Linked DNA regions of Pan troglodytes: region 1 is linked to region 2. The links are chromatin contacts, called in public HiChIP or PLAC-seq maps. All regions are on one chromosome and are shown on one strand. Each heading gives the region's core, a stretch centred on a gene start, on an enhancer-like site or on the middle of the called end of the contact. The rest is flanking DNA. Distances are from core to core; before and after follow the strand shown. Region 1 holds the start of PARP1 (poly(ADP-ribose) polymerase 1). Region 2 holds the start of STUM (stum, mechanosensory transduction mediator homolog).

The links. HiChIP or PLAC-seq counts read pairs in DNA pulled down with a chosen protein or histone mark.
Region 1: a contact with region 2 is called in an H3K4me3 HiChIP or PLAC-seq map of stem cell-derived excitatory neurons, with 2.1 times the contacts expected there. The contact joins the promoter of PARP1 here to the promoter of STUM in region 2. A contact is called at or near these places in 1 of 7 Hi-C or Micro-C datasets (stem cell-derived neural progenitor cells) and 1 of 1 datasets of contacts at active chromatin or transcription factors (stem cell-derived excitatory neurons).

The regions. Positions count from the first base shown.
Region 1 is chr1:22,884,362-22,889,380 of NHGRI_mPanTro3-v2.0_pri, reverse strand. PARP1 (poly(ADP-ribose) polymerase 1) reads right to left here and starts at 2,115. Exons shown (of 23, transcript XM_003949705.5): 1 at 1,499-2,115. The coding sequence starts at 1,618.
Region 2 is chr1:22,740,071-22,745,238 of NHGRI_mPanTro3-v2.0_pri, reverse strand. It overlaps STUM (stum, mechanosensory transduction mediator homolog), which reads left to right and starts at 1,850. Exons shown (of 3, transcript XM_009441577.4): 1 at 1,850-2,232. The coding sequence starts at 2,031.

The sequences.
Region 1 (5,019 bases), core at 866-3,365, 140 kb before region 2:
TACCTACCATCCCACAGACCCTGGGTTAAGAGCTCCTCCACCAGGAGTGAGAACTTCATAACAGGCTGCCTTGTATATTCAAAGTAAGTTCTAGGTTCCTTAGTGGGCAACAAGGCTCTTCAAATTGTAGGCCCTGTCTACTTCCCTATCCTCATCTTTCTGCTCCACTTCTGTGAATTAACGACTCCTAATCAAGCTTCCACCCTTAGCTGGGTCATCGCGGACTCCTAGGCACACAATGCCTAGAGCACAGCTCCATCAGGTGGCATCCATCCCCTCTTACGGTAATGTTTGTTTACCTGTCAATTCCCGTTTAACCAAACTGGAAATTCCCAAAGGTGGATTCTGTGTCCTTAAAACCTAACAGAGTGCTTAGAACTTAAAAAATGCCTACCAAATAAGCACTGTGTGCCACGTACTGACTTAGGTATGCCCCGAGGACACCAAGATGACAGGCATATTGTGAAATAAGATAACGGAAGTACACCTGGCACTTGGGTATCCACTCGGTAAATGTCGCCCTCCCTTGTACTAAGTACTGAAAATCCACTGAGGGATATCTGGTCATTCCTAAAACACATTACAGCTCATGGAAGGGAGGAAAATCAAGCTACCTTGACCATGAGCACTAAGCTTGGGTAATATTTTGGAAGCGAGGAGGAACAGGGCAGGTGAGAACCAGAATTATTAATACAAAGGTAGACATCGGCAAACTGGAAGCTGGAGGCAGGAGCCCCTGGGAAATGACAGGGGCCTTCAAGCCCACCACCTCACAGAAGGCTCAGGAAACCTCAGAAGGGGATTCAATCTATCAAAAAGCCCACATGAGAAACCCCCCTGGAGCCACTCTTACTCAAACCAGACAGCTGCAAATGCACCAAGAGAACGCGTCTGTGAATCTGGAAAATTTGGGGAAAATGTTACTTTAAAGCACAAATTAGGCTCAAAGTGAATGTACTGTACAGAAATGACACCTTTCTGCATAGTTCTGCCTAATTAAAATAAAAAATGAGGGTGAGCGTTTAAATGACGTGTTGAAATGACTGCCAAAAATAGGTTTAACAAAAAAAAAAAAACCCCACATGTCAGTCGCCACCATCCATGTAGAACAAAAACCCTCCAGAACAAGATAGGTCAAAATCAGATTAGCTTAAAGAGACCACGTACAATTCCCCCCCAACCCCTGAGGCGAACGGCAGTAATAAAACACCACCACCCAGAAAGGAGAAGAGAAGAGGCTCCTCGTTTTCACAAAGCGAAAGGCAACACCAGCTGCAGACTTTATTTCCCGGGCTTTTCCTGCAACATCAGCAAAACCTTCCGGAAGGGTCGGCCAGGCCGCTCGGGAGGAGGGGCGGCCGCGGCCCCATAGGCCCCAAGTGCCGCTCCGAGGGCCCGGGCCCGCTCGCTCCCTGGGCCCGCCCTCCCCCAGCCTTCCCGGACACAGTTAACCCGGGGCGCCGCGTCCCCGCCCCGCCGCCCGCACAGCGGCCCGCACCTGCACCATGATGGCCATCCGGAGCGAGTCCTTGGGGATGCTCTCGCTGCATTTCTTGCAAGAGGCGCGCCCGCTCTTGGCGTACTCGACTCGATAGAGCTTATCCGAAGACTCCGCCATCCTCCCCTAGCTGCCGCCAAAGCTCCGGGAGCCCGACGCCACGACCTAGAAACACGCTGCCGCCTCGCCGCCCCGCGTGCGCTCACCCAGCCGCAGGCGCCTGAGCGGCCAGAGCCGCCACCGAACACGCCGCACCAGCCACCGCCGTTCCCCGATAGATTGCTGATGCCTGGCCGCGGGAACGCCCACGGAGCCCACGTCCACGGGGCGGGGCCGGCGGCGCGCGCGCCCCCTGCCGGCCGGGGGGCGGAGTTTCCCGGGCGCCTGCGGGTGGAGTTCTGCAGGCCGCTGCCCTGGGGGCCGAGGCGGGGCTTGGGCTGAGCTAGTAGCTCTTTGGAGGACTCGGCGCCACCCCTTTGATTGTTCTGTCCCAGGAAGTCTTACTTGTTTTCACAACTAATTTTACCCCCAACCCCTCCCCCTTTTATTTTTGAGACTGAGTCTCACTGCGCTGGAGTGCAGTGCCGCCATCATGGATCACTGCAGTCTGGAACTCCTGAGCCCAGCGATCCTCCCACCTCAGCCTCCCGAGTAGCTGGGACTACAGGCGCTCACCACAACTGGCTAATTAAAAAAAAATTTTTTTTTAGGGACAGGGTCTCGCCAAGTTGGCTAGACTGGTCTCAAACTCCTGCTACAAGTGATCTTCACGCCTCAGCCTCCCGAAGTGCTGGGATCAGGGGCATGAGCTACCACGCCGGCCCCAAACTCTTAAGTGTGTCCTCTCTCCCCTGAGGGCAGCTGGGTCCGGGAAGCGCAGGCCCCCGCCTCGGGAATATAGTTGATTGGCCCGAGGTGGACCCTGCAGTGCTAGGTCCACCCCCCTGGCTTGGACGGGCGTTCTAACCTGCCGTCCACAGACCGTCGGGACAAAATACCAACTGAAACCTAGCATTTCCTTTATTATGAATTTGACTACAAATCCCAGGAGTATTAGCAGTACCTGTGACTTTGTGGGCAATAGTCATCACAGAGGTTTTCATGTTACTTTACAGTTGTTGGTGATAACTCGAAATATTATTAAGCTCATCACTACTCGAAATTGTGGTAATGACTGGACCTGTTGCTATCAGATATTTTTTGTGTGTGTGTGTAAAGAAAGAGATGGGGAATCTCTCCATGTTGCCCAGGCTGGTCTTGAACCCCTGGCCTCAAGCAATCCTCCCACCTCGACCTCCCAAAGTGCTGGGATTACAGGCATGAGCCACTGCACCTGGCCTAGATCTTGTTGTTTAATATAGAACTATACTTTAAAATATAGTTTATTAAAATTGGTTTCTTTTCTAATCCTATGCATTTTTTTTTTTCATTTCAAAGATTGTAACATGAGTGTGCTGTATTTGAAAATATTCAATTCTGGTATAGAGGATAAGAAAAATAAGCAGATGAATAAAACTCATAAAAAGTGTTAACCATAGAGAAGAAGCTAGCGGCTTAAGAGACAAGGATGTTGAGTAAGCAAGAAGGTTGTGAGACATAGGCCGAATCCTAAAAGTTAGTAACCAGTTAGATACGTTGAAGGTAGGCTGGGCACAGTGGCTCATGCCTATAATCCTAGCACTTTGGGAGGCTGAGGTGGGCGGATCCCTTGAGCCCAGGAGTTCAAGACCAGCCTGGACAACATGGCAAAACCTTGTCTCTACAAAAATTAGCTGGGGGTGGTGGCAGGTGCCTGTAGTCCCATCTACTTGGGAGGCTGAGGTGGGAGGATCACCTGAGCCCTGAAGGTTGAGGCTGTGGTGAGCCATGATAGTGCCACTGGACTCCAGCCTGGGTGACAGTGTGACCCTGTCTCAAAAAAAAAAAAAAAAAAGATATTTTGAAGGTAAACAGAATAAGTGGAAAATATGATGGAACAAATAAAAGTTTTACTTAGAGAATGACCAAGTCAAAAGGCATGATCATGCCATCTCTGGGTTGACAACTATATCATCCCTAAATGGCCACTCATTGGTGATAAGATTATGGTCCCATTCTGGCACCCATATGCTCTGCCCCAAAAATGCAGGTAAAGTTCAGGTCTGTTCAGCAGGCTGATTGGTGAGCTGCAGCTGTGGCTGAGTGTGCTTGCACTTGTGTCTCTCTGATAGTGCAGTGTGAGTTGCTCCAGGTACCCTCTGTTGAGCCGCCTTGAGCATCCTCAACTCTGTCAGTGGGACAGGCTGATGCGGCAGAGAGAGGGAAAACATATCAATATTAGCCAGGTGCAGTGGCTCATGCCTGTAATCCCAGCGCTTTGGGAGGCTGAGGTGGGTGGATCACCTAAGGTCAGGAGTTCAAAACCAGCCTGGTCAACATGGTGAAACCCCGTCTCTACTAAGAATACAAAAATTAGCTGGGCATTGTGGTGCGTGCCTGTAATCCCAGCTACTCGGGAGGCTGAGGCATGAGAATCGCTTGAACCCAGGAGGCGGAAGTTGCAGTGAGCTGAGATCACGCCATTGCACTCCAGCCTGGGCAACATAGTGAGACTGTCTCAAAAAAAGAAAAGAAGAGAAAAGGGGAGGGGAGGGGAGGATGGGAGGGGAGGGGAGGATGGGAGGGGAGGGGAGGGGGAAGGGGGGGAGGGGGTGGGAGGGGAGGGGAGGGGGAGGGGGGAGGGGGTGGGAGGGGAGGGGAGGGGAGGATTTCCTAATTCTAGGTTCTGGTGGTGTGGTCCATCTGCCTCGCCTGTACCCTATCCTGTGTATGTTATGCACTCCATCGAGTTCTTGCTGTAAGTGGTTTTAAACTGATTCAATAAACCCTGCAATTCAAGCATCATAATTTGGTCTGTGAGGCTTTCTGTTTTGTAACTTGTGGGATAGTTTGCCTGATAATGTACCTAGAAGCTACTATTGCATTAAGGTAGGTTCCTCCACAATATTTATTCTGGAAAGGGCTTCATGGACCACCAAAGGGGTCCTAGGCACACACACAAAAGGTTAAGAATTCCTGCCCTAGAACCTAAGGAAAGCCAACTATCACCTACTGCCTTCTCAATATTTCAGTTTGGATGGCTTATATGCATCTCCATTTATGTCCAAAACTGCCCTAGTGCTTCCCATCTCAGGAAATGGCCCACCATTCTTTGCATTACTTAGGCCAAATGCTTTGTAGTCAACTTGACTCTTCTCTTTTGTCCCATGTTCAATCCATCCCCGAATTCTAACTTCCTGACTTTGATCCTTTCTCATGGCCCAGCTGCCATCCTTTTTGGTGGCTCTGTATCCCTCACCAGAATGTAAGCTCCATGAGGGCAGGAGCTTGTGTCTGTTTTGTTGCAATAGCCTCAGTGCCTGGAACAGTGTCAGGCACTCACCAATATTTGTTGAATGAATGACTGAATCCCACAGTTGGCCCTCCCTCCGCACAGCCCAACAGTTTAATTAATAATGTTACTTCACATTTGTATATAACTA
Region 2 (5,168 bases), core at 601-3,100:
AATGGGGTAATAAATAATCCTTACTTTGTAGAGTTATGGTAAGGATTAAAAGAGTTAAAATGTGTAAAGGGTTTTTAGAATGATGCCTGGCAGAGAGTGCTTGGATAAATAAGTGTTTGTTGAAAATAAAACAAATCTGCAAATAGTTAACTGTAGTCATTGCTCAAGTCCCTTTGAGTATCGCCTTCTTTGGGACACCTCCCCGAGGCCTCCCCCACGCTAGCTGGCTTCACAGATAGGTCCATGTTGTCGCAGCACCTCCAGCACATCACAGCTGCAACATTCCTCACTGTTTCTGTAAGTCTATCTTTGTAGATGTCAGTATCTCTCAGCTCATTTCTTAGATTCTTGAAGGCAGAGGCTGGATTTTACTCATTTCTCTCTCCCTGGAATCTAAGTCTTAGTAGGCCTTCAATAAGTGTGTATTAAATGGAAGCTTGCTATGATTTTAACAAACATAGTAACTCCAGGCCAGAAAAGGCTAAGCGAGTTCTTCTAAGCCATACAGGTTTTAGTGGCTGAACAAAGACTAAAATTTTTAACCCTGTTCTTCTGACTGCCAAACCTAAGCTAATGACTCGTGTGTGTGTGTATCTGTGTATGTGTATACATGCATGTGTGTGTCCACCAGTATCACTAACCCCTGGCCATTTGCTTTTAAAATTATTTTATTCAGAGACTTATACAATAAGTATAAGTATACAATAACCCATGTTCTTTTAGCCTCTTCTGAGACCCTGGGTTGTTTATAATAATAATCACTATTATTCCTGAAGGGAGGCTATTGCACCCTTCCAATTATTCAGACGATTTGCTGACTGTCTGGATAATTCCGAAGCCTTTAACCCCTCCCTAACGTTAGAGGCGGTAACTTTCATCCGTTTACTTTTTCCAGGTGCGGAGGCGAAGCAGCCTTATTCAGAAAATCGAATTCAAAACAGGACCTCAAGCTGCCGGCTGTTGCTTCTACCAACTGCCCCATTATTAACGCCAGACGGCGCTGTGTCCTCACTGGCTCTTTAACCACCACGTCGGGCTCACAGAAGGCTCAGGTTTCCTCCAGTATAGTTAAGGGGATGGTGAACGCTGCCCAACAAGCCTGCAACAGGCGCATTTCTTTCTGCTTTTGGTGCGTGTGTGTAGGGAAGTGTCCCATCTTTTAACTAGTCTTGCGGAGACCTGGCCTGGTGTTTGCAAATCTGTTTCCTCTATTATCGATCCGATCTCTGGATTGCTTTTTCTCTGACACTTGAAACAAATTCACTCATATATTTTTTTTTAAGTGAATTTTTTTTTTTTTTTTTACAAAATAGAGCTGGGGGGGGGCGGGGGGGCGGGTCTCGCTACGTTGCCCAGGCTGGTTTCGAACTCCTGGGCACAAGCAATTCTCCCACCTTGGCCTCCCAAAGTGCTGGGAATACAGACGGGAGCCACTGCGCTCGCCCCAAACAAAATCATTTAAATCACAATGCACTGAAGGCCGACTAGGTGTCAGGCGCCGCGCGGTCCGTCCCTTGTCCCCATGTCCCTGGCCAAAGGCTTGCTCTAGATCAGGGGACTCAGCCTCGAGGCTTTCCCGACGGTGTCAGCCAAGCACACACTCCCAGTTCGCAGGGCTTCGTGGTCAAGGTTCCTAGTTCACCTGTTTGGGAGGGCGAGGTGTGTCCACCCCTTCCAGCACCTGGGCAAACAGCCCCCTTTGCGGTCCTCTTCCACTGCTTTCCCTTCTCCCTGATTTTCCATTCCTTGTGAGCGGTGGTTTTGGTTGGGGGGAGGGGGCGGGGAAGGGGCCTGGCGAGGAGGGGCGTCAGAGCGCTGTCACCGGGTGTCGCGCCGCCCTCCCCGCCCCTCCGCCGGGCGTGTGGGGACGCCGGAGGGCGGGAGTCTCCGCGAGCCGCGCGGCGCACGGAGCACGGCGGCCGCCTGAGCTCGGCGCGGAGCCCGGAGCCCGCAGCCGACAGTCTCCTGCTCCCGTACGCTGGGCGCCAGCTCCGGCCGTGCTGCCCGGCTGCCTGAGAGCGCGCCCGGCCATGGAGCCCTCGCACAAAGACGCCGAGACGGCGGCGGCGGCGGCAGCGGTGGCGGCGGCGGACCCCCGGGGGGCGTCCTCGTCCAGCGGGGTGGTGGTGCAGGTCCGCGAGAAGAAGGGCCCCCTGCGCGCCGCCATCCCCTACATGCCCTTCCCCGTGGCCGTCATCTGCCTCTTCCTCAACACTTTCGTGCCGGGACTGGGTAAGACACGGCTGCCGCGACCCTTGCGACCCCGACCCCGCCGCGGGAGGGCGTGGGGGGAGAGAAGGGCGCGGCCGGAGACCTCCTGGCGGGGCCGCGCGCTCCAAGTGCTGCGACCACGCGCGACCGCCCGCTCCTGGCGTCCCCTGGCAGGTGGCAGAAGCGCGTGGAGTGTGCACCCCAGAGGGGAGAGGCTGCGCTGGGGTCTCCGACCCGCAGGCGGGGCCCCAAAGAGCCGGAAACTTTGCGGCCAATGTTGGAGCCCGCAGCGGCGGCCGGAATGGCTCTGCCGGCTTCGGAGTAGGGCTCCCGTCCCGGCGCCCCGATTTCTGCTCCTTCTCTCCGTCGTGTGCATCCGTCCGCGAGCCCACTTCCCTGAGAGGAATGGGGTCGGGTCAGAATGAGCTCTAGGGCCTCGGCGGCGAGGATCAAACTCCCGGGCGTCGAAGTCAGCTGAGCCGGGGAAAGGGGACGAGCCGGGCTAGATATACCTGCAGCCCCCTTTGGTTCGCGGAGTGCGGACCGTGTGGGGACGAGAACTCTAGCCAGAGTCTCCTCCGCCTCATTCAGGGGTACCTGCACTTCCGCCAGCACCCCGCAGGGCGCCAGGGGGATGGGGGATGATTTTATTAGTTTGGATGCATGTGGCCAGAGATGAACCCATAGCTCCCTCGGATCCCTTCTGTTCCTGAGAAGTAGAGAGTGCGCCGATGTAATTCTGTGCAGGACTCCGGCAGCCGGCAGGGGTTCTGGTGGCATCTATGTCCCACGTTTTAAAGCAGAGGCCCCTTACAGAGATGGTGCGGGAGGGTGAATGGAGGCAGGGAATGAGAAGTTTTCCTGACCCTCCCTCCCTTAACTCCACCCCCAGGTCTCTGCCTGCACGCCCCTCCCCTCCTCCAGCTTGGCACTGGCTGCTCCTGCGTGCTGGGAGGTGCCCCCCTCTCCCGTGCCCGCCCGAAGAGCCAGGCGCCCCAGTGCCCTCTCCGGGAGAAAGCGTGCCCCTGTCGGCGAGCCTGTTGCCAACGTATGGTTCCAAGTTCCCAAGAGCAGAGGCCAGCTGGAAGGGGTTTTCAGTTTGACTTTGGCCTTTCTCACGGTCTCATCGCTCTTCGCCTGCTTAGCAGGGGCCTCTGCTGCGGTGATAGCCAAGGCCACAGCCACCCACGCAGGACCCGTTCACTTTCCCCTCCGAGCTTACTTGTCTTTCTACCCTAAGGGGCTGCTGCGGCCAGAGCAGCCTATCTGAGCAGTAAGTTAGGTGGCCTTTAGTTGGGCTTCTCTCTTCTGGGGTGCCTCCAGCAGCCTGTCCCCCTGGCTGGTGTCATCAGATCAGCTCTCTTTGCACATTTAGACACTGCAAGGAGGCCAGCTGGTGTTAATCTAGTTTTATCAGAAATTCTCACCTGCTGGAGTAAAAAGAGACTGCCTGCCCCTCCCTCTGGCGGATATGAAGATCCTCCTGAGCCAGTATGCATCTTGATCCACCTTTTTTTTTTTTTTTTTTTTTAAGTGGTGAGGTAAATGCCACCCTATGGTCTTTTGAGGAAACAAATGCATTGGCGCCAGGTGAGAGGGGCTGCACCAAGTCACTGCTGCACGAGGAAACCACCTTGTGGGAGACCAGCCCCAGGAGACAGCAGCTGCCCACGCATGTACCTGTGTGTACCCTCCCTGGTCTCCCTTCACTAGGTGGCTTTCCCAGCCTTAGCCCTGCTGCATTGACAGCATCGGCTGCAGGGCATCGTCCATTCCGCTGACCCCTGGCTCCTTGCCCTGGGGATCCAGCTTTTCCCTTTGTGAGATCAGAATCCTATGGGATTTTTGTGAAACAAACAAATAAACAAACAAACAAAACAAACCATTATAAGAAACCAGGAGAAAATAAAGGGAAGATATGCAAACCACAAAAGTAATAAAACAGGTGAGCTGTAGGTGCACAGATTTCTGAATTTTCAGTGACATAATTCTGGCTTTTTTTTTTTTAATTTTGCTTTGGTTGCTATTGTACAGTTTACTGGGTGCACAGGCTCCTGCTCCTCTCCACACGGAATGAGGGATTCCTGATCCTTGGTGGTGGTTCTCATCTGTAAGTCAGGCACACCTGTCTCTTGGCGTTGCTGAGAGGATGAAACGTGATTACATAAAGCCCAGGGTCTGGTGCATAGGAAGCTCTCTGGGGATGGTGGGTCCATCTTGCTCTTCTGCAGAGCTGAGCACTGGTCCCATCTCTGGGTGGGGGTCGCTGCAGCCAGGGCAGCACTGCCCTCTGGACCACTCAGAAGCAAAGGCTCCTTGAGTGCTTTTGATCCCTCTGCTCCCCTCTCCACCTGCGGTGGAGTCCCAGGCAACAAAGCAGCTCAGACCAATCTTGCAGGTGGTTTTATTGCCCCCCTTCCCCAGGAGTGGTTTAAATGGCCCCAGCTCTTGGAAATCCACCACTTGGCCCAGATCCACTTCTCCAAGGCCTCCTGGCTTATCTGAAGCTCCTGGGACAACTGAATATTCATGGCTGATTCTGCTCTTTGATGAAATGCAGCTTCTTTCAATTCACTCATTCATTTGACCAACACAGGCACCTACCACATGCCAGGCATTGACTGGGGTTGTGATGATGAATAAATCAGTCAGGATGTCATAGACTGTTGAGGAAAATTGAGGCCAACTTTGTCTGAATTTGATAAGTGCTAGGATGGCAGCAGGAACAGAGTGTTGTAGCCGAAATTCTTCCTGGGGGCGAAGGAAGGGGGCTCAGAGAAAGCCTCCCTGAGGGAGTAGTGTTAGGTTAGAACTTGCTGAGAAAATCTATCACGTGTCCTCAGCACTTGCCATCCTCACTAAACTCCCATTCTGGAAACTGCTCAGACCACTGGCCCAAAGATCTTTTCTTTTTTTCTGGAAACTTCCTTCCCTGCAAGTCCTCTCCTGGATTGCAG